Regions from separate parts of the Danio rerio genome. Here region 1 is linked to region 2. The links are chromatin contacts, called in public Hi-C maps. All regions are on one chromosome and are shown on one strand. The core of a region is the stretch at or near the end of the contact, and the rest is flanking DNA. Distances in the headings are between cores, read along the strand shown. Region 1 holds the start of zbtb46 (zinc finger and BTB domain containing 46). Region 2 holds the start of uckl1b (uridine-cytidine kinase 1-like 1b).

Evidence for each region. Hi-C and Micro-C count contacts between places; a contact is called where the count stands out from the background.
Region 1: a Hi-C map of an unstated tissue shows a contact between it and region 2, with 2.4 times the contacts expected there. The contact joins the promoter of zbtb46 here to the promoter of uckl1b in region 2. A contact is called at or near these places in 2 of 18 Hi-C or Micro-C datasets (hematopoietic stem cells and an unstated tissue).

What each region holds. Positions count from the first base shown.
Region 1 is chr23:15,202,590-15,207,587 of GRCz12tu, forward strand. It overlaps zbtb46 (zinc finger and BTB domain containing 46), which reads left to right and starts at 2,883. Exons shown (of 5, transcript XM_021469915.2): 1 at 2,883-3,047.
Region 2 is chr23:15,064,321-15,069,290 of GRCz12tu, forward strand. uckl1b (uridine-cytidine kinase 1-like 1b) reads left to right here and starts at 1,876. Exons shown (of 14, transcript XR_012398861.1): 1 at 1,876-1,961.

The DNA of each region.
Region 1 (4,998 bases), core at 1,633-4,132, 140 kb after region 2:
ATGCTTGTGATTGATAGCATAAGCTAATACATGATCCACCAATCAGATGATTCCTAAATCAGAATAAATAATTAGAGTATCTTACCTTAGCCATCTTCGTCTTAAAAAATATCTCCTTCTACCCTTGCTCCTCCCCTTTTCTTGACAGGGCAGCACAAAGGCCCAGTGGTTATAGCCTAGTAGTTATACCATTGCCTCACAGCAAGAATGTCACTAGCTCAACTCTTTACCTCGCCAAGTTAATATTTCTGTGTGGAGTTTACATGTTTGCATGGGTTTTCCCCGGGCTCTCCAGTTTCCTCCCACAGACTAAAAATATGTAACAAAAATAAATTGACCAAATCAAATCGATGCCATAGACCAGCGATTAATCAGAAATATTTTCTCTATAGCTATTCATAATTTGCATTCACCATTAGCAAGCAGGGGATTTCTCGAGGTCTACCTGAGCTAAAACTCCCCTTTCACCCTGCAAAATGGAGGGAGCTCTGGGCTCGAGGATCTTGTGAGCTCAGGGCTTTCTCTTGGGACAGCCTGCCAAACAAGCTTTATTATCAATCATCAGATAAGTGTGAACTTACGCAACGATTAGGTTAAAATTGGCATTTTAATTTAAAGGAAACCTATTATGCCCCTTTTACAAAACAAAATAAATCTCTGATGTCCCTAGAGTGTAAAAATCTAATAGGGGGCGGTTGCTTCTGGCTCAGGGCTTTCTATGCTCATGAGGGGGAGATTGTCATTAATAAGCAGGACTTTCCCCCAACAATGACATGTACAAAGGGAGAATGTCAATGAAAGTGTTTTTTTTTTTTTGAAGTGCAATTAAAATGAGAAAAAATAGAATTAATAAATTGTTACCATAACAGGCTGGCTATATTCACACACTGTTGCCAAACAACTGTGCTTAAACCATTTAAGAAAGAGCTTTTTGCATAATAGCCCCCCTTTAACTGAAAAAAATTGGTTTGTCCATATTTTATTCAAAGTTAAATGCATTAAAACAGCATTGTGTGTTTTTTTCTTACATGCTCAAAAAGTCTTATAAATTAACTGTTTTCTTATTGAATGTTGTTAAAAATGGAATTTACACTTTTGATTTAGAGCTGAATCAAAAAGTGTCACACGGTTCTTCTAATATACTGATTAACTATTATGATCAATTAGTATTATTGATCAATCATTAATTCTAATTCTAAACAATAATAAATATCAATGTTAAAAACTTTTTTCCAGCTTCATAGTTTTGTAGAAATTATGATACATGTTAATTTTAAGATAAAAACAGAGGGCAGATAACTGCAGATTAGTAATTATATAATGACAATAATAAAGTACATTTAATATACATCCAGTAAGAAAACAGTTATTATAATTGTAGTAACATTTGACAATTTTACACTTTTGACTGTATTATTAATGAACAAAAAAAAAAAAAAAACACCTTGGAGAACAAAACAGGTTTCTTTTACAAACATTTCAAAGTCTTGCTGATCCCAAACTTTCGTATGTCTAGAAAAATGCAAAATAAGCCAGTATTCAAGTCTTTTGAGATTTTCATTTGTAAGTAGTTGGCTCCTTCCACTTATACGGAGGATAGCATGACATGCACGCGCTTGTAAATAGAAAGCATTTTTTACCACTAGGGGGCGGGTGACCCTCTCCATACTGTCGAGAACGCGCACAGTGGACAAAAGCGTGCAGCAGCAGCAGGCGCGCACTCACGCCTACACGCGCCTATACGCGCAGACGCTCCTCATGCAAATTCAGCAGCACACACTGGAAAAACCATCTCATGCCCAATGAACTGGACACTGAGTAAGAACTCAGCTCTCATGGAAAACAATGATTATTAATTTAGGTACTTCTTTTTAGACCGAAAAATTAGGGCTGTAAAATAAAAAATAAAAATCAGTAAAAAAAAAAAATGTATTAACCGCAAAATAATTTTTTACATTTTTAATTGTGTTTTAATGAATATTTCATGATGTACTCGACTTTTAATGGTAGAAGATTTATCAAAAATGTAAATAATGTAACATTTAAAACTTTTTGATTATATATAAAGTTATAAGCAATGAGGACAATAATAGTGTTTTGCCAACATGTATTTTAACATGTTTAATGATAATATATGCAGTATGTATTTCAATATATGGAATTACATTTAATATATAATTTACTGAACATGCAAACTTTTTAAGTAATGATTGCAATTTAAATGACCATTCACAGTTTTACATTTACATCATATTTATATAATACAGAATGATTAATATAATAATTTGATAGATTATTAAATGATTTACCATAATTAAAAGTCTAAAATAGAAAAAAAATTGTATTATGTTAATTATTTAACAATGAAAAAGAGTCTAAAACAGTGATGTATAGAATATGCATATGATAGAAATAAAACTGAAACGTATTGTTCTGATCATTTATTACGTAAACTGTTATTATTTTACTGTACTTTTGCTCTTTATGCCTTGTAATAAAAGGATTTTGCTTTGGAGATACAATTAGGAAACTGAATTAATATTACCATCATTATAATAATAAGATCGGGAATTTAACCTCTGTATAGGCTACTTCATAATTGATCTGGAGGTTTCATGGCTGTTATGAGTTCTGCTGGAGCTGTCCAGGGTTTGATGGTGAATGTATAAGCGTTTATGTTGCCTCATTTCCTGTATTTGACTCTCAGTCGAGAGAGAGAGAGAGAGAGAGAGAGAGAGAGAGAGAGAGAGAGAGAGAGAGAGAGAGAGAGAGAGAGAGAGAGAAACGCACACACAGAGGGGGAGGTTGGTTCCTGATACCGAGACACGGAAAAGCAGGGGAGGGAGATTTAGAGAAAAAGACGAGCGTGGAGAGAGGGAGACAGCGAGCAGGGGAATTACACTGACCGACACACACACATACACACACGCGTCTCCCAGCTGACTGCTGACATTGTTGACGTGCTCACTCTCTCAAAGCTGTCACGAGCGAACACTGGAGCTCCGAATCATCGACATCGCTCTCCCCCAGAACTCATGGGTTAACAGGTAAGCCTCTCTCACCTTTCCACAGACACACACACTCTAACACTTCCTCTCGTTTGACCACTTCGCTTTTACGCTCATGCTTGTCTTGTCGTGTGGATGTGGTGTGGCGGAGACATGAGCACAGGTATTCAGGTAAGTTCGAGCCGTGAGTTTGCGGTGCGTTTGTTTTATTTACACGTGCGTGACAGCAACCTGTTTGACGTCTCCAGGTGAGAACATGCTCGTGACAGATGATGCACGCGCCGACAACAGCTGTCAGATGTGCAGTCATTCATTCAGGATAGACTTTTATTGCACTGATGGATACTTTTTCTGTTTTTGTCTTGCCAAGCTTTTTTTTATTATCATCAACGCTCTGCTCAAACACTGGGTCAATATTAAGAACTTAATTCTGTTTATGTGACAACACTTGGATCTTAAAATAATGTGTTTTGTGGTGGTATTAAAACCAAAAGCTCAGCTTTGGCAAGTAAGGGGCTTAACCCCACTCTCTCCTCCCCTCATTTAACCTCCAAAAGGGGAATTTCTCCAGCTGGAAATTTCTGCTGCGTCAACACCCTAAACCTACTAGCAGAAAAGGGAAGGGGATTTTTTTGGACTCACTTTTCTATTATTTTATTTCCTGCATAATTAAGCCCACGGGCTTGGTGCTTAATACTTCTCTCAACTTGAGGAGAGCTCAGTGTATTCGCGTCTTCAGTGCGGAAAGCATTAGGTGACCGTAGCGCTTCTCCCCGGGTTATTGTCTCTTTTTTCCCCCCGTCTGCCCCCTTAAAGCTGGTCAGTTCCGTCTTCCTCCATTTTCTCCTCGCTGACGGGTTGGTTTTAAGGGGAGCGACCCCACTTGTTTGACTCGAACATCAGCGGTTTTAAAGAGTACACGCCAATAATGCATTCGAACGCGCGTTCTAGAATTGATACATTTGAATCGAACGTTACGCGCAACAATGTATCATTCGGCGCGCGTCAAAAGAATCTACCACTCTGTATTGATTATTATGACGCTCGTTCGCGCTGTGTCGGCTCTTGTTTGCTACAGGTGCACCTGATTCTGATTGGCTAGATTTTTATAACTGTACAGGCGAAATGTTACATTCAAAACAATAGATGTCACCTATTAACGCACTCACGTGCGAAATAACTTGAATAACTGTAATCGTCTCGCATTTAAAAGTTACACTCGTGTATTTAAGTCATTGTGACTGTCTGCAGTGCAAAAAAAAAATGAGTCAGTTGAGCAGAAGAACTGGTTATGTAAGGAACTGTCCTCATGTCCATCTACACAGAATGAAGCCAATAGAAAAATGACAACTTCACTTTTATAGGTCTTCACCTACTCTCTGACACTCATAACCTCTGTATGGATTTATTAATGAGTTAATTAACTTCACCGTGACATAATTTATCATTTATTGTGGATGTAGAGATTATAATGTATCTTGATGTTAGTGGTGTGAGTGACAGAACTGGCAGGTGTCTGTTGTTAACTATCTCTTCTAGGATAGAAAACAGTCCTTTTAAGGTAGCCTAGAATCATTTAATGGCACTATTTGCTGCACTGTTTACAAAACAAATCAGGGGATGAGATCCTAAACATTTTTTTAAAATATTTTGTATGCTTTGATATGTTCAATGTTAATAAGCATGAAAGTCTGTCTTCTTTGCTATAAAGTGTGATACCCCATAGTAATAACTTTTGTTATAAATACTCAGTAATTGGCTTGGCTGGTGGTGTATCAAGTGGTGGACAACTAATAAAAATGCCTTAATAAATATACTTTAGATAAATGTGTCTGATACGCTCAAACGCACACTGTAGTTTTGTGTTTTTTTAGCAATAGCTTTCATTGTAGAGGACTGGTGTTGCGTGTCAGGGTTATGTCCAGGTGTTTCTGTTTAATGGAGAATCTGTGTGTGTGTGTGTGTGTGTGTGTGTGTGTGTGTGTGTGTG
Region 2 (4,970 bases), core at 626-3,125:
GTGGAATTTTGTACTAAAGGGGGTCTGTAGAAAGTGGCGCCCCCTGCCAGTTTTTAAAAAATCATTCTTTTCATTACTTCAACTTCTGTGAGGAGTGAGGATTTCTGACGCCCCGACAGAGAATTTCCTCAAAAACGTTTACAAGCAAATGTCATTGAGGGTGATCTGAAGTGAGTGGAATCAGATGGGTACATCGTTACTCACTGATGAATTCGAGGTACAAAAGGATGGTCCAAAAATGAGTCGATTTTATTCAGATGATCTATAGAAACTGTTCAATTTATTACTACTTAGCAAATAATGACAGTAATGGACAAAACGATCTTTTATTCCTTTAAAGTTTTTACCTAGGTTGACAAGAATTCTGAATCTAAACTATTTTTCTCTCTCTTTTTCCCCTGGTGTATTAACTGTGCATTAATACCCCTCAAATAATTAATAAAATGTTGACAAAAAAATCTTAAGGAGTAGATTGTTATATGTTTTTACTCATTTATTCATTCATTTATTGTCTTCCACTTTTCCGGGTGTTGGATCAAGGGGGCAGCAGTCTCAGGAGAGAACCCCAGACTTTCCTGTCCTCAGACACTTCCTCCAGCTCCTCTGGAAGTATCCCGAGGTGTTTCCAGGCCAGCCAAGAGACAGTCCCTCCAGCATGTCATGGGTCTTCCCCAAGGCCTCCTCCCGGTGGGACATGCCTAGGTAGGCATCCAGGAGGCATCCGAAACAAATGCCCGAGCTACCTAAGCTGGCCTCTCTCGATGTGGAGGAGCAGTGGCTCTTCTCCAGGATCCTCCCGGGTGACAGAGCTCCTCACTCTAACATGAGGGTGCGCCCTGCCACCCTGCGAAGGGCACTCATTTCGGCCACTTGTATCAGAGATCTTGTCCTTTTGGTCATGTCCCAAAGCTCATGACCATAGGTGAGAGTAGGAATGTAGATTGACCGGTAAATTAAGAGGTTTGCCTTTCAACTCGGTTCCTTTTTTACCACAATGGACCGGTACATCAATTGTATTACTGCACCGATCCAACTGCTGCTGCACCGATCCACCTGTCAATCTCACGTTCCATCCCTTACTAGTGAATAAAACTCCTAGGACTTTCCTCCAGTTTTATGTTTTATTGGTTAACTAAGAAATAAATAAAGATAAATGAGAAACGAATGAATATACGTAATGAATATAACGAATGAAATAATTATTGATTAATCAAACAAATAACTTAGCATTATTAAATAAATTATTTTGTGTATATATATATATATATATATATATATATATATATATATATATATATATATATATATATATATATATATATATATATGCCTTGCCTCATATTATATTATTATTAATATTCATTCATTCATTTTCATTCATTTTCTTGTCAGCTTAGTCCCTTCATTAATCTGAGGTCGCCACAGCGGAATGAACCGCCAACTTGTCCACCAAGTTTTTACGCAGCAGATGCCCTTCCAGCCGCAAACCATCTCTGGAAAACATCTACACACACATTCACTCATAAACTCATAGCAGCATTGCTGAATAAAATTATTTCATTTAACAAGTATAAAAGTATAATTTAACACCAGATAGTTTCTTTTTTTATTTCTCGAAACCTAAATTAGGACCATGTTTTGGTGTGTTGTATCATAGTTGGCATGAATTACTTACCTACACCAGCGACTACCATGTGGTAACGTTACATAATACTGTACAGTGCCTAAAACTGTACCTACAAATATACATTACAATTTCCATTCTGGGATTTGTAGTTCCACTCTGACGGACAAAAGTGAGGTCATATGAAACATAAAACTACACATCCCAGCAGCATTAGCCTGGCCTAAAGTCGCAACAGCTGATTGTCAAATAGGAAACTAACAATGTCTGCCGTGTGCGGAGACGGAAGAGATTCAGCGATGGAGTGTGGAGAAAAATCATCTGCTCGGTGCACAAGGTACGTTTGAAGAGCTTTTCCGCCTCGAAATTATTGGTTATATGCTGTCTCGTTAGCCTGCTTATATAGTGAGCACACTTTATCGTGATGATGAGCACGAGCGCAGTGACCTGTCGTGTGCGCGCTGTATGGAAGTCAATGCGAGTCTCTCGTGTTTCTGGGACTCCGCAACACCCACATGTTGATAAGAAATTTAGGGTGATTTTTAAAACATCTCACAAAATGATGAGGTGTGCGGATAATTGTCTTGGTAAGATTATAGTTATGAAATCGTGTCACCGTTTTCTCTTCTTGAGCCAATAAGTATTTTTTGCACGGTCTCTTGCCTTTATTGTGTAAATAAGTTGTCGGACTTATTTGAGTTATTTGATGTTAGTTAATTGCGTTTCTGTTCACTGTTAACGCTGTACTTCAGCATCACTGTAGTGTGTGACATTGAAGCACATGGTGATGATCTCAGTAGTGACTCATATTTGCATATACAGTGTCTGTAATTTTTTAGCCACACCCCAATAAAATGCGGTTTGATTTTTCTCAGGCCTTCCAATATCTTTCATTGAACCCTTAAGACATGTTTAGCTGACATGTTGTCACTTTGTGGTTGATAAAACAGCCACCAAAACAATTAATTAACTTGCACAGTTAGTTGTACATTTTAATGCCATGCAAACTGTAATACAAAACACGCATAGCTAGGTTGGTTTTATTAGACTTGTTTGAGTGATGTTTTGAAGTAACAAACACACTAAATTTCAACAAAAAGTATAGTACATGGCTGTATAGTAAGTTATGCCGTCGGCTGTAACTTTGTTATGGTTAGTGATGAAGCTGCTGTGATAATAATTCTTCGGCTCTACAGTGCCGATGTCCGCCGCCAAATGGCGCTCATGTCTCGCTGCACTTACATCACTGAACTTATAACCAGCTGCTGCTGAGGATCTGCTTCATATTCGTGAGCTGACATGTACAGGATTGAAGGATGTCTTGACATTTGAGAGTGAAATGTAACAGGAGTGGAAGAGGTTTAGTATGTTATCATCAGAATTTGAAGATTCATTCGGTACCTTCTCTGTACAGTATAGGTGCACCATTGATGCATTTGACCATTTGTTTTATATAATAAGCAGCACATGTCAGTACAGATATTTTATAATGATACAAGATATTTTTATTTCTAATAAATGCTTTCTATTTATCAAAGAATAAGGAAAAACATCCCAACAACTATATAATAATAATAATAATAATTATTATTATAAATGTTTCTTGGTCATCATTCAGCTTCGACATCAAAGAAAAATTGTGGTAATATTCTCACTTTTAATATTATTTAATATATTGTATGATCACATTTATATATATATATATATATATATATATATATATATATATATATATATATATATATATATATATATATATATATATATATATATATACAGTATAACAAGCCCCAGGGACATTACGTTCCTCATTTCAAAACAGAACAACTACAGATTTTGTAGTGATTTACCCTGCTGTTGCTCCCTTCCAACGCCATGTATCTTTCCTCTAAAGTTACCACTGCTCATTTTTTTGCTGCTTCCTGTCTATGAGGTGCCAAACTCTGCTGGCATCAGTGCGCGAGAGAAGTGCTCCGCACTTTTTTTAAAAAAATCAAGCGTCTCTGCATCACACGACACAACGAATCGATTATGGAATTTGTTTTTAGTAGTCGATTTTAATTGGTTTAATAAATTCGATGCAACCCTATTTTACCGAAAATAATTGTAATATGCAGTAGACTGTAAATATAATCCTAAATATAATATAAAAATATTTTACATTTATAACGAGTAAATGTAATATTTAGTTTTGTAACAATCTACTTTTCTTCAAATAAGGTTGGTCTGTAAAATAAAAAGTTAAAATATGATAAATCATTTTCATTCATACCTAATATATTTATGCAAAGAGGAAACAACTTTTTCTGACATGTTAAATGTGTAGAAAGTTTTACAACTGAAAGTTACCATAATAAGGTTTATTGTAATTTAAACATTTAAAATTATTTCTGACAAATGGGTAAGTTTTCAAATTACAATTATTGAGTTATTTGAAACAATTAATGATTTTTAAATGCATAGTTTACCTCAAAAACGGTGTGTTTTTCATCACCAGAACACGTTAAAATATTTTAGACTAAATCTGAGAGCTCCCAAATTTGTGCTCCAGACTGTGTTTTTTGGTGAACAAACCCTTTAAATAATGTCTCTAATATTCCCTCTTATAAGTTTTTAACTACTTGTACATTGAATTGGAGATTTTAGTGACTGGCAAACACATCTACATGTAATGTTTATTACAAACAAACTAATGGGATAGTTCACCAAAAAAAACTAAAATGCACACGCTATTTAGTTAGTCACCCTCTAGTGGTTTCAAACATTTGAGTTTCATTATTTTAAATGATTGATTATGAAGAAAGCCTTTCACAGCAGGAGAAGCAAATACTATAAAAGTCAATTGTTACAGGTTTCCAACATTCTTCAAAACATCTTTTGTTTTCAACAGAAAGTCAAACAGATCAAGTAGATGAAGAGTTAGTGATTTTTGGTTGAACTGTTGCCTTAAAGTTGCATTACACTCTTTTTTATCATTGTTTAGTACATCTCAAAAATATTTAGGCCTAACAAATACGATCTATGTATTCTGATTGCATTTTACAATTGGATACATAATATTAATATGCGAGTTTTAATTAAACTAGTCAACTTTATGTCATAGATATTTGTTAGTTAAACAAATCAAACAAACAAATAGAACAAGATTTATGTAATATATCAATAAATTTAATGCATTTTAAATGCATCTTATTAATCCATCTGTTGCTTGGAGTATTGGCCAATTTTGCCCCAGAATATTAGGTAAACCAGTGGTTCTCAAACTTTTTTCATCAAGTACCACCTCAGAAAAAATTGTCCCTCCAAGTACCACCGTATGACCAGTATTGAAATACAGTAGCGTAGT